Linked DNA regions of Mus musculus: region 2 is linked to region 1. Evidence: chromatin contacts called from public Hi-C data. All regions are on one chromosome and are shown on one strand. The core of a region is the stretch at or near the end of the contact, and the rest is flanking DNA. Distances in the headings are between cores, read along the strand shown. Region 1 has its middle 8.0 kb from the start of Gm46159. Region 2 overlaps Kdm5b (lysine (K)-specific demethylase 5B).

Region 1 (5,158 bases), core at 1,624-4,123:
AATCACTATAGAGCGAGGTTGACTTTGAACTCTTGATCTTCCTGCCTCCGTCTTCCATGGGCGGGAACTATAGACATACACTGCCACGCCTAGCTAGAGAATGGAGTGTTAATGGTGCCTTAGATGCCTTCTCTGTCCAATGGGAACATGGATTTAGAAGTGGGTCCACGCTGGGCAGTGGTGGCGCACACCTTTAATCCCAGCACTTGGGAGGCAGAGGCAAGCGGATTTCTGAGTTCGAGGCCAGCCTGGTCTACAGAGTGAGTTTCAGGACAGCCAGAGCTACACAGAAAAACCCTGCCTCGAAAAAACAAACAAACAAACAAAAAACAAAAACAAACAGAAGTGGGTCCACAGAGATCGGCACGTCCAGCCCTCTGCTGTGCTGTTACCCTTAAACAGCGCCATCACAGCAAAGCTTGCAGAGCCTCGGGCCCTCTCAGGAAATGAGATTAGACCCTTTTGCCTCTGTCTTTCTCCTTCCTCTCAAGATGAATTAGGAGCTGGCATTTGTGGGCAGCTCTTTCATGATCAGAGGCAACTGTGCCCATGACAGTGTACTAATGGGAGAGGAGACCATCGATCTGGTCATGAAATGAATCTGAAACCTGGCGCATGGAACCAGGTGGCCTTGGCATCGGCAGGAGGTCACTAGTCCTTAGCCCTCTCTTTCTGCCTTAGAAGATTACCATGGTTTTTTTCTCTTCCGGTCTCAGGCGCTGCGGGGGCCGCGGGTTACCGTGCAAACATGGCCAAGTCCAAGAACCACACCACACACAACCAGTCCCGCAAATGGCACAGAAATGGCATCAAGAAACCCCGGTCGCAAAGATACGAATCTCTTAAGGGGGTTGACCCCAAGTTCCTGAGGAACATGCGCTTTGCCAAGAAACACAACAAGAAAGGCCTGAAGAAGATGCAGGCCAACAATGCAAAGGCAGTGAGTGCGCGCGCAGAGGCCATCAAGGCCCTGGTGAAGCCTCAGGCCATCAAGCCCAAGATGCCAAAAGGCCCCAAACTCAAGCGGCTGGCTTTCATCGCTCACCCTAAGCTTGGGAAGCGGATTCGAAGCTACATGGCCAAGGGTCAGAGGCTCTGCCAACCGAAGCCTAAGGTCCAAACCAAGGCAGGGGCCAAAGCTCCAGCTAAGGCCCAGGCTTCAGCTCCAGCCCAGGCTCCCAAAGGTGCTCAGGCCCCCAAAGGTACCCAGGCCCCTGTGAAGGCCCCATAGAAATGACTCCTGCCAGTGTGAAGACAGACGGACTGCTGTGACACACCTCCCCACACAGTATTTGCAGATGACCAGTGTCCTATGCTGTTCTTACAAATAAACTCAGGCAAGATCTGTTAAAAAAAAAAAAAAAAGAAGAAGATTACCATGAACAGGAAATGGGAGAACCACGAACTGCATCTGTTACCGCAGACGTCATTCCGCTGTGCTTTCTATCTATCCAGCCATCCCCTAGGGGGAGCTCTGTGTCCTGCTTGGTGTTGGATTTGGGCTTGGAAGCTTGAATAGCCGGCTCTACCCAGAGTTCCTCCCACTTCTCTTGGCTGCTTCCTCGCTTGCCCAACTATCTGGTCCTAACCTTCTTTGAACTGTGATCTATGTCTATCAGCCCCGCTTGTTGTTCTTGGACTCTGTAGATCCCTCCAGCTGGGAGAGCCTCCTTTAGCTCTTAAATGCTTTTCCAGTTTGCTCCTTAGTCTGAGAGTGAGGCCAGCTGGAGCCAGTTCTTTGGCTCTAGTGCTCTACAGCGTTGGTGTAGACATGGTCAGCGCTGCAGTAGAAACTGGGGCCTTTGGGTTCTGTGCTCCCCTCCTCAGAATGAAGGTAAAACAAAGCGTCTCCTGGGCTTTTTGTTGTTGTTTGTTTGTTTGTTTGTTTTTCGAGACAGGGTTTCTCTGTGCAGTCCTGGCTGTCCTGGAACTCACTCTGTAGACCAGGCTGACCTCAAACTCAGAGATCCACCTGCCTCTGCCTCCCAAGTGCTGGGATTAAAGGCATGCGCCACTGCCGCCCGGCCTCCTGGGCTTTTTTTTTAGACCTTTCTTGTACTGTCATTATGCACATAATTGGTTGATGGATGCCTTTCTGGCCCAAGGAACACTATCAGAATTGCTAGGGTACTTGGTAAACCTGCAGGTTCTGAGGTTCCAGGGTGGGGTGGGATGTGACGATTTGTCTAGAGTCAACCATCTCACCTGTCCTGTCTAGGCCACCTGTGCCAAGAACTCCAAGCCTCTTGTATGCTTTCTTTATCTCTATAGAGGTAAAGCAAAATGACGTAAGATCCATTTGGGTGATGATGGGAGTTTTTATATCTTCATTGGTTTGGTTATATAATTTCTATTTCTTGTGTGGTTTGGTTATATAAGTATACAGGCTTGTGAAACCATTCGTTCTACATATAAAATATAGGAGTATAAACTATACTTCAAAATCTTTACTATGTGGAAGGGAATGAAAATGTATTTAGGTAATCACTGTATGAACAGTCAAGTGTTCCCTAAGAGAGAGGGGTTCTAGACAAGGGACATGCCACCTGTATCCTTAACAGTGATGTCCCTTCTGTAGACAGACCAGTACACTGTGCCCAAGAGCTTGCTGACCTTCCAGCACCATGAGGCAGCTCAGCTTGGTTTTTAACTCCCTGCTAAAACAACCCTACCTTTATCTCAAGTAAAAAGTTGGGTTTTTTTTTTTCTCTCTACCCAGACCCTTAAGTATCCACAGCACTTGGAGAGCCCTACAACTCCACCTTTAAGTCTCAACACAACTCTGACGTCCTCAGGCTGGACCTTCGTGGTAAACTGCAAGGCCAGCTATGACATCTGTCACTGCAGCTTGAACATTGAGCTTTTGACCTACAACAGGTTCATTGGCCAGGTCATTTCTGCCATCGCCAATACCAGGTATTTGATGGTGCCCTCGGTGTGGACCTTTTGGAGTTCCAGGTCATTTTGGTACCCTGCCCTAGTGGCATTTTTTTTTTTTTAGTATTTTATTGGGTTCTTATATCTCTACCTCTCGTCTAATACTTATCCTACCCTGATCCCTTCTGACCCCCAACACTAGGTAGGAGAGAAAGATGGTTAGAGGGGAAAGGGGCTGTAGATATCTTTAAGCCAACAAAATAGACTATTTCCTGCTGATTAGGGACGTTGAGGTCCTTGGGGCAAGTCTAATCTTTGTCGTCAGGATATCTCCAACTTCTTGTCAAACTTCAACAGCAGCAGCCAGAAGCAGCAGCCTCTTTCCATAGTGCCCTGGCCCTTCCTGGGGCTCTGGGAGTTATACCCTCTCCAGAGTCCCCAGCATTGAACTATATGTAACTGGCAAAAATCACACCCCTGCTAGTTCACAAGGCAAAACATAATCACCGGCTGTGAAGCAGCCTCTTATCCCACACCTGGGATTAAAATGAAAACACAGTCACATAACATAACTGGGTTTTTAAAGAAACCAGAATTCGCAGTGCTCTACCCTGGATCCAGTCTCCACTGATGACCTCTGTCCCTGCTGAGAAGGCCCACCATAAGCAGCTCTGTGTCAAAGATCAGTGAGCCTTGAACTTTCTAATCAGTTGGTCAGGAACGGTGAGTACACGGCCTGCCATCTGCTCTACCATGGAAACTTAGTGCCTGTGAATGGGCAAGCTGCTATTGCTGCCGACAAGTCCTAGGGCAACATCCAGTTTGTAAACTGGTGTCCCACAGGGTTCAAGGCAAGTTGAAGGTGAAGAGAAAGATTAGCACATAACCTGTGTGGTTCCTAGGAGAAATTCCAGGAGACATAAATGCACTAGGACTGGAAAGGATAGGGCAGGTAACCCTCAATTTGTCTGAGAAGTGAGGCATATGGGCCAGAAGCCAAAGGAGTGGCTTCCTTGTTCAGATATACCAGGGCAGGACCACGATAGGGCTCACCATCTGAAGGGAATTGCTCCCCACCTCCACAGTGTCTTGCTACGTAGATCACTCTAACCAGGAGCTTGAGCTTCTCCTGCCGCAGCCTCTGGGGTGCGGAAATTGTACATGTGCATCACACATCTGGCTCCGAGAACAATTTGGGACATACAGAAAGGCCTTCATCAGATTAGAGTGTGCAGAAGGCTTCTTGTGCTCTGCACTTGTAAATACTGTCATTTCCTCTTGTAGTAATAAACGTATTTAATCTCCACCTTGTGACCCGCCCCATTCCTAGGGTGCTGGCATAGTTTTATGGGGTTTTTACTCTAGGACAGTGGTTCTCAACCTTCCTAATGCTGCAGGCCTTTTCTATAGTTCCTCACATTGTGGAGATCCCTGCCCCCCCCCATAAAATTATTTTCGTTACTGCTTCACAACTAATTTTATTACTGTTATAAGTTATAATGTAAATATCTGATATGCAGGATATCTGACATGGGACCCCTCTGGGGGTCTCAACCTACAGGTTGAGAACTACTGCTCTAGCATAAGACTTTAGAAAAATTAAACATAGCGGTGGTGACATTAGAAAGCATACTCTGGGGGATGGAGAGATGGGATGGTTCAGTGGTTAAGAGCATGGGCTGTTCTTCCAGAGGTCCTGAGTTCAATTCCCAGCAACCACACAGTGGCTCACAACCATCTGTAATGGCATTCAGGTATACACGCAGATAGAACACTCATGAACATAAAATGAATAAATAAATCTTAAAAAAAAAAAAAGCAAGCTCTGTCTTCTGTGCTGTCACACTGCTATGAAGGTGACCACAAGGGACGGGAGGCAAGGAGGCCTGGGCCCCTGCACTTACAGGTCATAGTTATTTGCTGACGTAAGGAGTGTTCTGTAGTTCAGACTGCAAAGCAGGGAACATCTTGGGATACAGCTGTTGTCATTCCCACATTAGGAAAGATTTAGCTACTCTGAGAAAGACTCACCGCCTTTAGGAACCGGTGAACTTGCTGCCCTCAATGGCACTGGCTGGAAGTGACTATTTTGTTTAGAAGGGGAAACAACCTTGATTATGATATATATTTATGTTTAGTGTTTTTATGCTTAATTTGTATTTACTTTTTAAAAGGATTTTACTCTTTTTAACTATGTGTGTGTGTGTGTGTGTGCCTTTGTGGGAGTGTGTGCACATGAATACAGGGACTGGAGGAGGCCAGAGGCGTTAGGTCCCATGGA
Region 2 (5,158 bases), core at 1,991-4,490, 110 kb after region 1:
TTTCCTCTGCTGGCATCTGAGTAGCAGCACCTGATGAAATATTGCAGAGTTCCGTGCACTTCTTGACCAGGGGTGTTCTGAGAGGTTAATTTGATTGATTATAAAGGGAAAGGACAAAGTTGTGACTGGTTTCTGAGACAGGGTTTCATAGAACCATGGATGTCCTCAACCTCCTGATTCTCCTGCTGTTCCCTCCCAAGTGCTAGGATTACAGGGGTGTGCCACCATGTCCAGCTCATGACGGTTACACGCCGGCTGAGTAATTTGTCGTAAAGTTACACAAGCACTGAAAGGTGGTAGGATCTTCTCTCTCTGGGGTCAGGCTGAGTTAACTTGGAAAGTTGGATGGCTTTGTTTCCATGAGAGTGGGTTTGGCTGGGTTTTAGGTGCTAGAGGAGACTTACTGAAAAAAAGAAAAAAAGAAAAAAAAAACCCAAAGCCTCCTACTAAGGTGTTTGTCTTCCATCAGGTGTCTCAGCCTCCTGGCACAACATCCTTTTCATTGCCCGATGACTGGGACAACAGAACCTCATATTTACACTCTCCCTTCTCTACTGGACAGAGTTGTCTCCCCCTCCATGGTTTGTATTTTATTTTGTACTATTCCTAGATGATACAAGGCCATCTGGCCTAGGGTTTTATAATAGATGATCTGGCATCCTAAAGAGCAAGTATGGTTTTACATGTGTGTACCATGAGCATTGTGGAGGCAGAGGCGGGATTTGGGCTACAAAGCAAGGAAGACATATTACTGTACATTTTCTAATGTTGATCATATTTGAAGATCTATAAACACAAAGGATACCTATTCTGATTTATTTTGACTACATTTAAGTTAGTCCTGTGCCATCTAGCACCAAGCACCGTGTATTCAGGGCAGATGCTAAGTCATGGACGACCTTGTTTGCGATTCTGGAGGATATTGAAAGTCATTCATATTTTAAATCTACCTCTTTCCATTCCCTTATGGGTGGCCTTAAATTTAATCTTTAGTCAAAATTATCTCTTTTTTAAACATTTGTTTTTTATTTTAATTTTGTGTGTATGGGTGTTTTGCCTACCTGTATGTCTGTACCATGTGTATGTGGTGTCTGTAGACTGTCAGATCTCCTGGGGGTGGAATTACAGACAGTTGTGAGCCACCATGTTAGTGCTATGAATTGAACCCAGGTCCTCTGGAAGAGCAGCCAGTGCTCTTTAATTTCTAAGCCATCTCTCCGGCCCTGGAAAATGATCTTAAAGTTCTGGTCCATGCTCCTGTTGCCAAGTGCTGAGATGACAGGTGTGAGCTATCACACCTGGCTTTTTCCTCTGTGTGCGTGCGTGTGTGCATGCGTGTGTGTGATGAGGTTAGCTAATGTTGGTCACAAACTCCTATGTAGCTGAACTCCTGATCCTCCTATTTCTAATTCTGAAGTGCTGGGATTATGAGTCTGTACCACCAATCATAATCCTCAATTCTTAGAATTTTGCCTAGTTTCAACTGGAATCTACATCCTCAGCCTTCTTACCTCAGGGTGTTCATGGTCAGTCTCATGGTCTGAGCTCCTTGCTGTCCTCCATGCTCTAGGAGATAGTGAAATGTGTCAGTTGTGATGGAGTGGGTGTTTCCCCTGTAACGCAGTAGGGAATCTGCGTTAGCCCTGCTCTGGTTTAGGGGCATTAAGACCTAACAAACCGACTGCAGTTAAAGGAGGAATGGTGGAAGGCGGAGTGGAGGTGGTTTTCTGTCCCTGACAGGCTTACCAGTGCTTGTATTAAATGTCTCCGTTCCTATTCTGATTGTCTGTGGTCGTTAACAGGTTTGAGTCCAGAAGTGAATGAATTGCTGATGGAAGCCCAGCTGCTCCAGGTATCCCTTCCTGAAATTCAGGAGCTTTATCAGACTCTACTTACTAAGCCAAGCTCTGTTCAGCAAGCTGACCGAAGTTCACCAGTTAGATCCAGCAGTGAGAAGGTGAGTGAGTCGAAGATGTATAGCTTGTGCTTGCCAGTGTCCTTCTCACTAATTATTTTGCAAAGGGGGTGGCTGTGTCTTTGAGCCACGAGAGCACACAAACTGTCTGCCTCACAGCTATGTTCTACAAAAGGACAGACACTGGCACCACTGGTAGCAATTTGGGTGTCACAGCTTAGATTTCAGTCATGGATTTTTACATCTACATTTTTCTTTTTTCTTTTTAAGGAACTCTTCTTATTGCTCCCAAATGGTAATATTGAGAAGTAGACCTATTTTCCTCTATAGAAGCATTGCTATAAAGATGAAAATACAATTATAGCTGAAAGGGCTTTTTGTTAATAAATGTTTTAAGAATGCTAGCGAGCAGACGCTTCTCATCTCTGTAGGTCAGAGATCAGTGTAGCCAGAGCTGCGGCTGTGGAGGCTGAGCTGCTTATCCTAGACCTGACAGACACTGGAATGTCTGCTGGGCCCCTTTCATTCATGTTGCAGGTTTTGTTTTTGTTTCAAGACAGGGTTTCTCTGTGTAGCCCTGGCTGTCCTGGAGCTCACTCTGTAGACCAGGCTCGCCTTGAACTCAGAAATCTGCCTGCCTTTGCCTCCCAAGTGCTGGGATTAAAGGCGTGCGCCACCACTGCTCGGCTCGTGTGTATTTTTGTGTGGTATGTTTATACTTTCACATGTGTATGTACAGGTGTGCGCGCACACACACACACATATGCTTGTGATGCAGTTCCTGGTGTTAATGTGTAGAATTGTGGATTGCTCTCCACCTGATTCATTGAGATTAGATCTCTGAATTGGACTCAGAGATAGCAGATGACTAACTTTTTTCAGGAATCCCTTATCTCTGCCTTGCAAGGCTGAAACCACAGACGAGCCACCACAGCCTCAGAGCATTGACATTGACATTTGGGGTCCTCTTGCTTTTATGGCAGAGGACACATTAACCGCTGAGTCACCTCCCCAGGCCCTGTAGCATCCCCTCTCTCAGCACTGTTAAGAAGCTTCTGCTCGTAGGGCGTGGTGGCGCACGCCTTTAATCCCAGCACTGAGGCAGAGGCAGGCGGATTTCTGAGTTCGAGGCCAGCCTGGTCTACAAAGTGAGTTCCAGGACAGCCAGGGCTATACAGAGAAACCCTGTCTTGAAAAACAAAAAAACAAAACAAAACAAAACAACCAAAGCAGCAGCAGCAGCAGCTTCTGCTCGGTTGTGCTCTGCGCAGAGCCGTCACCAGTGTCCCCAAGAGTGTAATCAGGATGAAACACACCAGGGAAGACTGAGTCACAGGGAACAAGATCTGGGTGAAAGGTACCCTAAAATTGACCACAGCCAACCTAGTCGTCACTCCTGTGAGGTTGCGATAGATAGCCTTCACAAATGCTTACTCACCTAAGGATTTGGTAAAATGGACGGTCTGTGTATGTCTTTTCTCTGCTGTTACTAGCAGGCCGCATTGAAGTTTGGTATCCCCAGCTCGCCAACAGTGCTGAGCGAAGGGAGTTAAGCTGGCTGTGGAGACTGAAGCTGTGGAGATGGTAGCAGCGGTTAGGATGCAGGGTTCTCATTTGCACGTTTTTCTTTAGTTCAGTTTTGGTAATGGGCAAATTTCTTTAGTTCAGTTTTGGTAACGGGCAAACTGAGAGCTAACACTGAATTTGCCATCTCCCACACAGAACGATTGCCTTCGAGGGAAACGAGATGCAATCAACAGTCCTGAGAGGAAACTGAAAAGGCGCCCAGAAAGAGAAGGCCTTCCTAGCGAGCGGTGGGATCGAGTTAAACACATGCGGACCCCCCAAAAGAAGAAAATCAAACTGAGTCACCCCAAGGACATGGACAGTTTCAAGTTAGAAAGAGAGCGTAGCTATGACTTAGTGCGTAATGCTGAAACTCATTCCCTGCCCTCAGACACATCCTACTCCGAACAGGAGGACTCTGAGGATGAAGATGCCATCTGTCCAGCTGTGAGCTGCCTGCAGCCAGAAGGAGATGAGGTCAGTGAGGTTTGGGCCATAGAGGACGCGCTTTCCCCTAACTCAGAAACCCTGTAAGCTAGACCTCGTCTCCTTGGGTCTTTCTCTTCTGCTTGTCTGCTTTGAGCTGATCTGAGTGGATTGCTCAGTTCTCCCCTCCTGATAATCTCTGCTTTTAACATCGTCCTGGGTCTCCTCCTTTTCTTGAAGAAACTCTCGTTCTTCCTTTTATCCTTCTCTCGCTCCTCCAGCTTTCACCGTCCCGGCGCTCAGAAGGTGGGAGGGATGCTGATGGAGTGAGTGCCCTTTTGCTTACTGTCACAGGGCAGCACTGTCTACCCCAAAGCAGGCACAACCTGAAGAGTGACTCTGCCTCCCAGCTACACTCCTGTGGTTAGCTGTTGTGCCAGAGGCCCCAGTGCGGGGACAGTGGCAAACGGCCTGCCCGATTTTGAATGGCATTGTTTCCTCTGAACCCCCCATCTCCCTGCTCTTTGTAACCAGGTGGACTGGGTCCAGTGTGATGGCAGCTGCAATCAGTGGTTTCACCAGGTCTGTGTTGGTGTCTCTCCAGAGATGGCAGAGAAGGAAGACTACATCTGTGTGCGCTGTACTGGGAAGGACGCACCAAGCCGAAAGTAAAAACAAAACACACACTCACTTCATGTAATTCAGGACTCCAATAAAGAAGATTTCCTCAATCTCAGCAAAGCTACAGGACTGGGGTCGAGCCAGCCTGTACACGGTGCTATTTCTATTCCTTATGGGATCATTTTTCCAGAACTCTTTGAAAAAAAGAAAAAACAACTAAAAAAATTTTGACACTTTTTTGTAATTTTTTTCCTTAAAAGCTGTTTGTGGTTGTTGAAGTTTAAAATGCTGACTGTTTTTTGCAGGGGTCTCTACTGATTACGAAGGTATTGGAGTTTGCACCTTTTTGTGTACAGCAAAACATTGTACTTCTGCCTGGGATATGCCGGCTTAAGAGTCCAACTCAGTTTCAGAGCCCAGCAGGGGCACCAGAATTCCAGTAACCCTCACAGAGCAGCCGCGCTCCTTTGTCTGTCACCACATTGGGGGGATTTTAAGTTTTTACTTTGGGGTTTTTGTTCCTTTCTTTCTCCCCTTTTCCTTTCTGGTAGGCTAGGTTTATTTATCTCAGCAATAACTTCTATGTTGGTTTCAGTGGCTGGAATTAAAACAAAACAAACTTCTAAACAG

What was found. A called contact is a pair of places that touch in the nucleus more often than the background predicts.
Region 2: a contact with region 1 is called in a Hi-C map of the G1E-ER4 cell line, with 3 times the contacts expected there. The contact joins two enhancer-like sites. A contact is called at or near these places in 1 of 39 promoter capture datasets (embryonic stem cells), 29 of 484 Hi-C or Micro-C datasets (the AML12 cell line, the BV-2 cell line, the C2C12 cell line and 14 more), 4 of 115 datasets of contacts at active chromatin or transcription factors (bone marrow-derived dendritic cells and embryonic stem cells) and 4 of 9 other capture datasets (adipose tissue, embryonic stem cells, liver and 1 more).

Annotation. Positions count from the first base shown.
Region 1 is chr1:134,517,333-134,522,490 of GRCm38.p6, forward strand. It overlaps the pseudogene Gm15454 and the pseudogene Tuba5-ps. Among named protein-coding and RNA genes, the nearest start is that of Gm46159, 8.0 kb to the right of the region's middle. Within about 2 kb of position 2,874, at least 18 of the 459 cell types and tissues checked have an H3K27ac peak or open chromatin away from gene starts, as enhancers often do. A contact at or near this core is called in the G1E-ER4 cell line, where this site is marked.
Region 2 is chr1:134,626,796-134,631,953 of GRCm38.p6, forward strand. Kdm5b (lysine (K)-specific demethylase 5B) reads left to right here. Exons shown (of 27, transcript NM_152895.2): 24 at 470-581; 25 at 1,803-1,957; 26 at 3,638-3,958; 27 at 4,442-5,158. The coding sequence ends at 4,579. Among named protein-coding and RNA genes, the nearest start is that of Kdm5b, 69 kb to the left of the region's middle. Within about 2 kb of position 3,241, at least 6 of the 459 cell types and tissues checked have an H3K27ac peak or open chromatin away from gene starts, as enhancers often do. A contact at or near this core is called in the G1E-ER4 cell line, where this site is marked.